Regions from separate parts of the Sus scrofa genome. Here region 1 is linked to region 2. Evidence: chromatin contacts called from public Hi-C data. All regions are on one chromosome and are shown on one strand. Each heading gives the region's core, a stretch centred on a gene start, on an enhancer-like site or on the middle of the called end of the contact. The rest is flanking DNA. Distances are from core to core; before and after follow the strand shown.

The links. Hi-C and Micro-C count contacts between places; a contact is called where the count stands out from the background.
Region 1: a Hi-C map of liver shows a contact between it and region 2, with 5 times the contacts expected there. The contact joins the promoter of SDHB here to the promoter of DNAJC16 in region 2. A contact is called at or near these places in 1 of 5 promoter capture datasets (liver) and 3 of 47 Hi-C or Micro-C datasets (heart right ventricle and liver).

What each region holds. Positions count from the first base shown.
Region 1 is chr6:75,675,324-75,681,160 of Sscrofa11.1, forward strand. SDHB (succinate dehydrogenase complex iron sulfur subunit B) reads right to left here and starts at 2,788. Exons shown (of 8, transcript NM_001104953.1): 1 at 2,717-2,788. The coding sequence starts at 2,788.
Region 2 is chr6:74,729,341-74,735,080 of Sscrofa11.1, forward strand. It overlaps DNAJC16 (dnaJ homolog subfamily C member 16), which reads left to right and starts at 2,790. Exons shown (of 15, transcript XM_021095383.1): 1 at 2,790-3,099; 2 at 5,163-5,347. The coding sequence starts at 5,181. CASP9 (caspase-9) reads right to left here and starts at 693. Exons shown (of 8, transcript XM_013998997.2): 1 at 467-693. The coding sequence starts at 598.

The DNA.
Region 1 (5,837 bases), core at 1,538-4,037, 950 kb after region 2:
GGCTGAGTGTACCTTTGTAAGAAATCGTGGATAAGCTGAAAGGCATAGTTTATTTTTCACTTTTGCTTTTTAAGGCCGCACCCTCAGCATATGGAGGTTCCCAGGCTAGGGGTCAAATCGGAGTTACAGCTGTCAGCCTATGCTACAGCCACAGCAACGCAGGATCCGAGCCGCATCTGCAATCTACACCACAGCTCGTGGCTAACTGAGCGAGGCCAGAGATTGAATGCACGATCTCATGGTTCCTAGTCAGATTCGTTTCCCCTGAGCCACAATGGGAACTCCTGAAATGCACAGTTTATAATTGAAGGCAAGAAGCGAGATATCAACAACTGGACTGAAACCAGACTGAGGATGAGAAGGGTGAATTCTGGATTACACTGAAGGCAGCGTGTTATTTAAGGAGAGCTTCCTTGGGAGCAGGCTGGGAGCTTGAATTCGACGGTGCAGATACAGATTCAGAGATAGGCGGGAAAGATGTGGAAATGGAGAGGAAAAAGGCAGGGAGGTCTCACCAGAGAGAGACAGTTTCCGAAAGGTGTGAATGGTGGTGGTCCAAAGCCAAGATTTAAAACTTAGTAGCTGGACGTTCTTTGGCAAATTACTTAACTTTTTCTGACTTTGTTTCCTTTTGTAAGAAAGTAGTGGGTATTAAAATCTACCTCATAGGATTAACAGGAGGGCCAAGTTTCTGGCATTGCTCAGAAAATAATTTCTGCTCTTCCACATTGGCAACCATATCCATTCTTGCATTATTCTTTTTTTTTTTTTTTTTCTTTTTAGGGCTGCACCTGGGACATATGGAGGTTTCCAGGCTAGGAGGAGCTACAGTTGGGCCACAGCCATAGCCATGCAGGATCCAAGCTGCGTTTGCGATCTACATCACAGCTCACAGCAATGCCAGATCCTTAACCCACTGAGCGAGGCCAGAGATTGAACCTGCAACCTCATGGTTCCTAGTCGGGATTTGTTCCCACTGCGCCACGACGGGAACTCCTGTTCTTGCATTATTCTAATTGGCAGATGGGTATAGCAAGCCCCGTCAGCTCTAGAGGCAATGAGACACACAACTGAAAGTCTGTGGTATTTGCCCTTGGGGAGTACACAGTCTAGAGGAAGAAATGAGGCAACATAAACAACAGTTAATACACTACAGTTCAATACTCACAGGCAGAACTGTGGTTCAGTGGTACAAACAAAAGCATGAGGAATTCAGAAGAGATCTCCCACTGTGTCCTAGACTCTTAGGAACCAGAGTATACCCGAAAGTAGTACACCAAGCTCATTACGGATTCTATTCAGGTGGATTATGATGATGTCACTATTTATGGATGTGAATATATTTTCCTACACGGGGGTGTGAGTGTAATTTATTTTCTTTGCCCTCAGGAGGCCCTACAGTGGCTTCACCTGGAATTACAACACTGACCTATGAAACCAACTTTCTCTGTAATTCATTCTTGGAGGAGGGACCTGAGCTTCAGAATGCACTCTCATTGGTGGGACTCTCACAACCTAACTGCTTGCTCAGCAAGTATAAAAGAGCTGTAAACAAGGTCATTATCAATCACCAATTTAACGCTCAGCTTAAGATGCTGGTAGGCAGTTTTCATCCCCAGCCCTACTTCTCAGAAGGCTGCGAGATGACCTGTCTGAGTTCACATAGAGCATATTGCAAAGAGCTGGTGTTAGAAGACTGGCCATATGCCAGCGAATATGTTCTCATGGAGGTGCAGGAAGAGGAGGGGAATTCATAATTCTTGTACCTCTATTGTGGGCAGATCTATGCTAGGAGTTTTTCACATACAAAGATCAAAACACTGGGGTCTGGTCCTGGATCAACCCATTCTTGGCTGTGATATTTTGAACAAGTAAAAAAACAAACACAAAAAAACCCAAAACACCACTTTCTGAGGCCTCAGTTTTCCAAACTCTAAAATGGAGGTAAGAATTCCTGCTTGTCCATCTTACAGGGTTTTTTCAGGAGCCCAAAGGACGAAAAAGATTTGAAAGGGATTTACATACACAAATTGCGATGGCAATTTCCCTTCCTCCCATTTTGAATGCAGATCACAAGTGTGTAGCTTCCTGACAACTCAAGGGATGCACCCTGAAGAACGTAAATAAGAGCAGTGCCAAGCTCGATAAGGTCGGTACGCCCTTTACAGGTAGAGATTCAGAGCGGATGACTCTGCTTTACGAAGACTCATATCCTCAGGGCATCAAGCGGATTACCTTCCATTTTTCTGTTCCCTTGGCCCCAACAATTCACCCGCCCTTTCCCTCTTTACTGAGCACCCTGGAGGAGTGACCTCGCCTCCCAGTTTTATCCTTAGCGCTCCGGCAGGTCTGTCTTTCCCAAAGGAGTCAGAAAAAGGGCTCGGAGGCCAAATGGTCGGATTCGAATTATGCTTCCCAACAGACACTCGCTCGCCATGTGACCTTGGGCAATTCCAGTTCCCTCTCCGAACTTCTCTTTCTTGTGTCTAAAAAACCCTCTCCGCCCTGACCAATTCACGGGCTGCAGAAAGGTGCAGAAAGATAACCGGCAGGAACGCTCCCGACCAGAGTTAGAGCACTGCGCGGGTGGGAGCGGGTTGTCCTCCTCGAGGCCTGGCCCTGTGCTCCCTCAGCCCTTCCGCTGCCCTCCCCACTGCAAGCCGTCTCCGTGACCTTCATGCCTGGCTCGCCCCCTCCGCCCGGGGCGGGTGCTCACCTGCAGGCAGGCTCCGCCAAGGGTTGTGGCCGGGAACCAGCGTTTCAAGGAGACCGCGACCACCGCCGCCATTTTGGTTTCTGACGTCGAGCCCCACCCCTTCACCCCGAGGGCACTCTCCGCCGCTGTCCCACCGAGCACCGCGGCGCCGAGCCAGCGTCCACCGAGGACCCGCTAGCTGCTCAGAACCACCGAGTGGGAGGTGGCTTCCGGTTTCCCGAGTGGGTGGAGGGAAGGCGGAGAAAGCCTGCAAGAACGGGCGTAGTTGCCGTGGGCCGGACGCATGCCCACTTAGTCTCCCGCGTTCGAAGGTGACCTTCCCAGAGGAAGGGGCGGAGCCAGGGAGGGAGGGCCGTGGTAAGGGGTGGGGCTACAGCCTAAGTGGGCGGAGCCATTCGATCTTCGTCCTCTCCCGATTTTTAACCCCTTTCTTCCTGAAAATTTATCTATCATGTCACTCAACTGCGGTTTGCCCGAGACTGACCGGGTTTCAGCACTGCTGCCTCCCAAGAAACCCCTCAGTCCGGGGCAAATCAGGAATGTTGGAGTCCGAGGGGACTTCAACGATCAAGGGCAAAGGTGTCATTCATTCAAAAATACGTATGGAGCACCACTATGTGCCAGGTGCTGGGTACTACAGTGCGTGAGCAAGCCGGGCACCGGTGCCGCCCTCACCAAACTTACCAGACAATTGTAATACGGTAAGTTCTGTTCTGTAAAAGAGGAGCGAGAAGGGAACCCAGGATGGCTCAATCAGTCAGTTAGCGTTAGAAACCATTTCTTGAACACCTACTATGTGCCAAGCATTATGATTCATCTTAATACTCAAAGCAGTCTTTTTATGAAAGAGGTGTGCGTATTTTAACTTTTCTTCTTTCTTTTTTTTCTTTTTTGACTTTGCCTGTTTTAGGGCCGCACCCGCGGCATGTGGAGGTTCCCAAGCTAGGGGTCTGAGCCGCATCTGCAACCTACACCACAGCTCACGGCAACGCGGGATCTTCAACCTACTGAGCAAGGCCAGGGATCGAACCCACAACCTCATGGTTCCTTATTGGATTTGTTAACTACTGAGCCATGACAGAAGCTCCTTAACTTTCTATTTCAGTCATATCAGCTGCTTTATCCAGACCTCTGCATGGGTTATCTCAGAGCCCACCTCACTCTGGGAACTCAATTACCTGGGCAGGTGTGGCTTTTGTCCTTCCTGTCTCAGTCTCTTCAGTCAGCTCTGGCAGTTTATGTAGTTAGCTAACTTTGCAGTTCCCTGTATCTCCCAGGATGATGTTTTCCCTTCTTGGCCCACTTGCTTTTGTTTTGTTTTTGTTTTTGTTTTTTAGGCCTCCCCATAGCATCCCTGGCCAAGGATCAGATTTGAGCCACAGACGTGACCTACGCTGCAGCAGTGCTGGATCCTTAACCCACTGTGCCGGGCTGGGGATTGAACCTGTGTCCCAGGACTCCAGAGATGCTGCCAATCCCCATGAGCCACGGAGGGAATTCCTGCCCACTTGTTTTCGACATATAAAAGTCACCTTTTAAAAGAATTGAGGTTAGGAGTTCCCGTCGTGGTGCAGTGGTTAACGAATCCGACTAGGAGCCATGAGGTTGCAGGTTCCATCCCTGGCCTTGCTCGGTGGGCCTGGGATCTGGTGTTGCCGTGAGCTGTGGTGTAGGTCACAGACGTGGCTGGGATCCTGTGTTGCTGTGGCTCTGGCGTAGGCTGGCTACAGCTCCAATTAGACCCCTAGCCTGGGTACTTCCCTATGCTGCGGGAGCAGCCCTAGAAAAGGCAGAAAGATCAAAAAATAAATAAATAAAAGAATTGAGGTTGTAGTTGATGTACAATATTATGTTTCAGGTGTTAAAGATTATGTTCCATTTATAGTTATTATAAAATATTGGGTATATTTCCTGTGTTGTACTCTATATCTTTGCAGTTTATTTATTTTACGGAGTAGTTTGTACTTCTTAATCCCCTACCCTTGCTTTTTTTTTTTTTTTTTGCCTTTTTTGGGTTGCACTTGCGGCATATGAAGGTTCCCAGGCTAGGGGTCAAATCGGAGCTACAGCTGCCGGCCTACACCACAGCCACAGCAATGCCAGATCTGAGCCACGTCTGTGACCTACACCACAGCTCACAGTAATGCCAGATCCTTAATCCACTGAGCAAGGCCAGGATTGAATCCACGACCTCATGGTTCCAGTCAGATTCATTTCCACTCTGCCATGACAGAACTCCTCCCCTACCCTGTGAAAAGCACCTTTGTATAGTCTTTGGCTTCCACACCCATATAATTTTTTTTTTTTTTTTTTTTGTCTTTTTGCTATTTCTTGGGCCGCTCCTGCAGCATATGGAGGTTCCCAGGCTAGGGGTCTAATTGGAGCTGTGGCCGCCAGCCTACGCCAGAGCCATAGCAACGCTGGATCCGAGCCGCGTCTGCAACCTACACCACAGCTCACGGCAACGCTGGATCGTTTACCCACTGAGCAAGGGCAGGGACCGAACCCGCAACCTCATGGTTCCTAGTCGGATTTGTTAACCACTGCGCCACGACGGGAACTCCAACACACCCATATAATTTAGATGCTCCTGGAGAAATTAAGATGGCCAGCTGAATTGGTGGATGGGGCTAAGTTTCTGGAGTCCTGGACCAGAGCTGCCATGTGGCCTCAGAGGAGGTATATAGTGAGGCCACAGGAAACAACCAGGACCTCTGGGCCTAACCTTGAATCTTCCCCTTGAGGCTGTGTGACCTTGGACTAGTCCCTCCCCATCTCTGGTCTTTAGTTCCCTTGTCTGTAAAATCAGGGTATTAAAATCAGCTGATTTAAGATTCTGTGAGGAGTTTCCAGGTGGCCTAGTGGGTGGAGGATCTGGCATTGTCACTGCTGTGGCCCAGGTTTAATCCTTGGCCCAGGAACTTCAAATGCAGTGGGTGTGGCCAAAAAGAAAAAAAAAAAAAAGATTTTGTGGAGTTCCTGTGGTGGCTCATCAGGTTAAGAACGAATGTTGTCTCTGTGAGGATGGGAGTTTGATCCCCAGTCTTGCTCAGTAGGTTAAGGATCCATTATTGAGGCGTATGTTGCAGATGCAGCTTGACTCTCATTTTGCTGTGGCTGT
Region 2 (5,740 bases), core at 1,540-4,039:
CGTTCCCATTTCACAGCCCAGGAAACTGAGGCTCAAGGAGAAGACAGCGACAGGCAGTCTGACCTCCCAAGTGGATGTCCAGAACTTCCATCCTAGTGGCATGCCTCCTGGCAAGCAGCACAATGCTGCAGCAGCTAACAGTGTACTCTGATGGTGCAGGCGTGGAACCGCTTCAGCAAAACCCTCGAAAAGGTCTTTGGGGTTGTTTGGTCCCTATGTGCAATGAGTGGGCTCGACACCCTGGAGGAAAATGGGGTTCCCTCACAATGGTTCCCCAAAGGGAGCAAATACAGGGTGGCACAAACAGCGGGGTGCGGGTGGGGGAAGGGCGAGAGATCGGCCATTAAGTCACAATGTGGCTTCAGCAACCCTCTCCGCGCAGCCTCGCTGTCCCTATCTGTGACCTGAAGTCAGTGCGGCGCCGAAGCTTGGGACACTGGATGGGAGTAGGGTTGGGGGGGCGCACCTGGATGTCCTCGATCATGTCAGGGGTGAAAAGCTCACGGTTCAGCAGAGCATCCCAGAGCGAGGCCACCTGCAGCTCGCGGACCAGCCTCACCCGACAATGCCGCAGGACCTGCCGGTCAGCCTCGTCCATGGTGGGCAGACCTTGGTGGTGGGTACCCAGGCCGTCTCCGTCCGCTTCCGGGCTTCGGCCGCCGCGCCCCGCCCTCTCCCCAGGACCCGCCTTTGGGGCGGCCACCAGATTGCGCCCCGCCCCCCAAACGCCGCACGCCCGGGAATCTCGCCCCCAGGCACCGCCGCGGAAGCCACTAACCCCGAAACCACCTCTAGGTCACCGCTCCGCCCCCAGTCCTCATCCCCGCGTCAAGGTCCACTTCAGACCAGAATTCACTACCACTTCGCTTTCACAGAGACTCGGAGGGGGTCACAGGATTGGCCTGGAGTCATGGTCTGTCCCGCCCCGTTCAACACTCTCCCAGGCACAGCTCCCCTCTAGCCCCCTCCCCTGCCCCAAAGAAACCGTAAGTCCCCGCCCCCGTGCCTCTTCCGACCTTGACTCATCCAACCAAGTCCACCTTACAAGGTCTTCCATTTCCCTCTTCCTTCTCTCCCACGCGAGCACCTCCCACAAAGAGAAAAACTGGTAGGAATCTAGTCCTCTGAACATCTAGTTCATTTCCTCATTTCAAAAACTGCTCTGGAGTTCTTGTAGCTCAGCGGGTTAAGAAACTAACTAGTATCCATGAGGATGCAGGTTCCATCTCTGGCCTCGCTCAGCGAGTTAAGAATCTGACGTGGCTGTGGCTGTGGTGTAGGCCTACAGCTGCAGCTCTGAATCAACCCCTAGCCCAGGAACTTCCATATGCTGTGGGTGCAGATCTAAAAAAAAAAAAAAATTTGCTCCTATGTCAACTATATTTAATTTCACAAAAAGAAAAACTTCTCACAGAAAAAACAAAAATACCTCCCAAATTGCTCCTGTTTATTAAGCATTTGCTAAGCCTCAGCCATTGTGCTAGCCATTTTACATAGTAGTATCTCATTTCTCCCTGACTCCAATCTACCAAGGAGATAGTCCTTTCCCCTCATTTTCTAGATCTGGACGTTGGGGCTCAAAGAGGTGAAGATCACAGAAGTAGTAAGTGACAGAGGCGGGAGGATTTAAACCCGAACCCGACCAAAAGTCCTCAGCAACTGGGAATCCTCTTGAGGATGTATTCTCTGGAGCAGCTAAACCTCATCCCCACTCAATGATTTATTCCACAAATATTCATTGAGATCCTTTCTGTGCCCAGGTCTGTGCAGGCACCAAAAATACAGAGGGTGAACAAAACAGACAAAAAGCCCTGCTTTTAGATGCTTACATCCCCTTAGGAGGAGACAGGCGATAAACAATATAAATAAAAGATATAGTAATGTTGGATAGTGATAAATGCAAAGGAGGCAAAGAGTCAATAAAAGCAGAGCGGGGAATATGAAACCTCTTTCCTTATGTCCCCCAGGAACCTACGTCACTGATTCAATGAAAGTTTACCTCATCTGTAAGCGAGCAATGGTTAGTGAGAGACCTTTAGTGGTCCTGTTCAGCCATTGGTCAGCATTGTAGTGAGTCCTCTCCCCCAAGCAAGTGCCAGTGTGATGGTTGGCCCCGCCCCCTGCCCTTTCTCAGCGTAGAAGGAGCCTTAGTTCGGACTGAAGCAAGACGGTTTTTTTTTGAGACACTTGTCCGCCACCTTCAGCGTCTGCTAGCTTTCTGGCTGAAAACTAGTGTCCATGAGGATGCAGGTTCCATCTCTGGCCTCGCTCATTATTCCTTGCCCCAACAACTTGTCTCCGAATTTATTGCCCCGATTTGCTTGGAGCAGAGCAAACTTGAGTTCGGTAGCACATTCATTTGTGCCTCTCCCCCACCGCCCCCACCGGCATCATCACACACATCCGTTTTCCGTGCTTAGGACAGGATCTGGCACCTTCTAGATTGGAGCTCCCTTTTTGGTAAATGGGATTAGGAGTCCTGGATACTAAACCTTGGGCAAGTCCTTGCCGGTCTCTGGGCCTCAGTCCACCACCACCAACACCATCAGCATACGGAAGAGCTGGACTAGAAAGGATCCCTAAGGTCCCTTCCAACTCTGACATTGTAGGATTCTATGAATAGGGTTAAAGAGATCTGGGACCAGCGATTGCTTCCCCACCCTAGCAACTGTTGCTAGACGAGGGCCATCTCCTGGTACAAGTGGAAACTCCTCCCTGCATCGGGGAGGTCTTTTAGCATCCCATCAGGCATCGCGACTTCGCCTCTCTAGGAAGCACGTTTTGGACTCTTTGGTCCGCGACCATCCCTTTGGATCCAGTCGAAGAGCGCGCCTCGTTCCTATGGCAACCGCGCCGGGTCCATGCGCAGACGGCGGGTGACAAGGGTCAAAACAGACTCGCAAAATAGACGCCTTGGACCGGTTCAGTCCGCGCCCTCGGTGCGCCGGGCCTTTAAGCGTCACGTGACTACCCTCCAACTCGTCGCCCCTCTTTCCCTCCCCAGGTCCCGGCAAGCGCTGGTTTGGACCGGAGGTTCCCGGCCCGGCGGACTAACTGGAGCGTGGACGCTGCAGCCGGTTAGGCTGGTGCCCTTTTCCGGTAACTCCTTCTCCGCGTGAAGTGCTGAGCCGCGGACGCGGCGGGGCCGGGCAGACTCAGGGATTTCCTATTAGTTCCTCTTCGTTCCCGGTCCCCGCTGGGCCTAGCGGGGGAACCGGAGCCAGTAGGGCCCGGCCCTGGGCTCTCGGAGGCAGCGGGGGAGGCGGCCGTCTCCTATAGGTTTGCGACCTTTGGTGGGAGCTCGAGGCTGGGCTCAGACCTAAGCATGCCTCTGGGATCAGCTGCTTGATCCAGGTGATACTGCCCGAGGGCGGTAGCCTACCTGTTGGGCAGGTTGTTTCCTGCCCAGAGGCCGGCATGGTCGAGCTGTCAGCAAAGGAACACAGCCCACTGGCACTTGAGCCTTCTAACTGGAGGCAACTGACACAGTTGAATAAGGCACTGGTTGCACTGCATAGTAGAAGTTAATGGTAATAAGTATCAGTTACAGGCTGCTGACCCTGTGCTCAGTAAATACATTACGTACATTTAACTCCCATTTAGATCTTTCAGGGTGGTATTGTTCAACCTCATTTTATGGAGGAGTTAACAAGTTTTAAATAGCTTGTCCAAGGTCGTAAAGTGATGGAGGACAGATCCCAATGTTAGTTAGTCTGATTCCAGAGTCAATGTGCTACATAACTTTCTCCATTTTTAGCGTGCCATATATGTTTTGTAGGATAGAATAGGTTATAGGTTGCCTTTACAAAGAAAATAATGGTATGTTTTAGATTTTCATTCAGCATGTTTGCAGTCCTAAACATTGACCATCAGATTAGTCAATTTTGTGAGGACTCCAGGCAGCATTTAGAATTCCTACTTGTCTAACTCCACTCTTAGAGTTTACCTCTTAGAGTTTACACTCTTAGAGTTTACCTCTCTTTCGATAGTGTCACATTAGATACATGATCCATAAAACTCTAGTGATTTCTGAGAAATCAGGATATCACATGGCGTTCCCATTATGGCTCAGTGGTAACAAACCAGACTAGTATCCATGAGGATGCAGGTTCAATCCCTGGCCTCGCTCAGTGGGTTAAGGATCCGATGTTTCTGTGACCTACACTGCAGGTCACAGACACAGATGGGATCTGGCATTGCTGCGGCTGTGGTGTAGGCTGGCAGTTGCAGCTCTAGGTTGACCCTTAGCCTGGGAACGTCCATATCCCATGGGTGCGGCCCTAAAAAAAGAAAAAAAAAAAAAAAAAAAGATACCACAAAGATCATCCAAGCAATACACCACCACCTTGTTCATTAACTAGCCAGGATTATTTCCAAAGTCCACAGTGAATTCAGTCACTACACTCACCAGAGATGGAGCTTTAACATTTGAAGACCATGCGTGGTCTACAGGCTTTGCCCCCTAATGTGGGAAGTGAGGTTTTCTCCTCATCCAAGACCTCCACTTACAATGCCAGTATTGCTAGTGATTAAAGAACAACTTCCTTTTTTTCTTGTTTGAATGAGTATGGTGAGAAAGAATAGAATTGGGGCATACTAAGTCATAACCCCAGGGGATTTTTTTTTAGAGTATTTCACTTTCATAGCTTGTACTTATTTTTAACTCCCAAGAACATCACTACTATCTTGTTTTGTAGGTTTGCACATAGTAAATCTTTATGATTCATGAATTTATTTAGGGTGTGCTCAGTGAGGTAGTCTCTAACCACATGTTTTAAGTTTAAACTGTTATTGTCAGACTAAGTGAAGTAGTGTGTTTGAGATGTAGTTGTTTGGATTTCCCTATGTATGTTTTCCCACATTGCTTATTTTCTTCATCTCATTCATTTTCAGTCGTTTCTAAAGGTTTTCTCATCCAAGGATTTTAGAGAGTTGCTATTAATTCTTACTGCTTATCTCATCTGATAACAGTCCTTTTTTGCGATATTCAAAAACAATAGCAAGATTGTTCATTTAAAAAGATGTCGTCAAACAGCTTGGCACTTCTCCTGCAAGATACCTTTCGTTTTATTTTTCATCTATATATCTTATACTTTTACCTAAAAAAAGCAAAACTGTCTAGATTTCCACCACTAAAACTATTGCCTCTTCAATCATTTCAGCTCTGGGAAGGAAGAGAAATGGAAGTGAAAAAATTGAGCATTTCCTGGCAGTTCTTGATAGTTCTGGTTCTGATCCTGCAAATTCTGTCTGCGTTGGATTTTGACCCATACAGAGTCCTAGGGGTCAGCCGAACAGCCAGTCAGGCTGATATTAAAAAGGCTTATAAGAAGCTCGCCCGGGAATGGTAGGTGAAACAAAGAAATAGCAGTTTAAAATAAGCTAAGCAGTTTTAGCAAGAGAACGAACCCTAAGTCATGGTTAGCTTTTATTTGTCTCTGTTGCTATGTTCATTAAATATCTATGTCTAGCATATTTTATGTAGGAGAACTTATATTCACGTTATTTTATAATTTTTAGTGATGAGATCCGAAGGCTGTATTACTATGAAACTCCCTTTTAGGAATTCTTTGGCTTAAATAATTACCTTGATACTGTTCACTTATTTAATGTTAAAGTAAGTAGGCGGGAACTTTAATTAATTAATATTTCTATTTTTTTTATATATATATATGATCAACAATGGATAAGCTACCCTTCCGATGACATGTTATTCATAAGGTAACTCTTTATGAGTGTC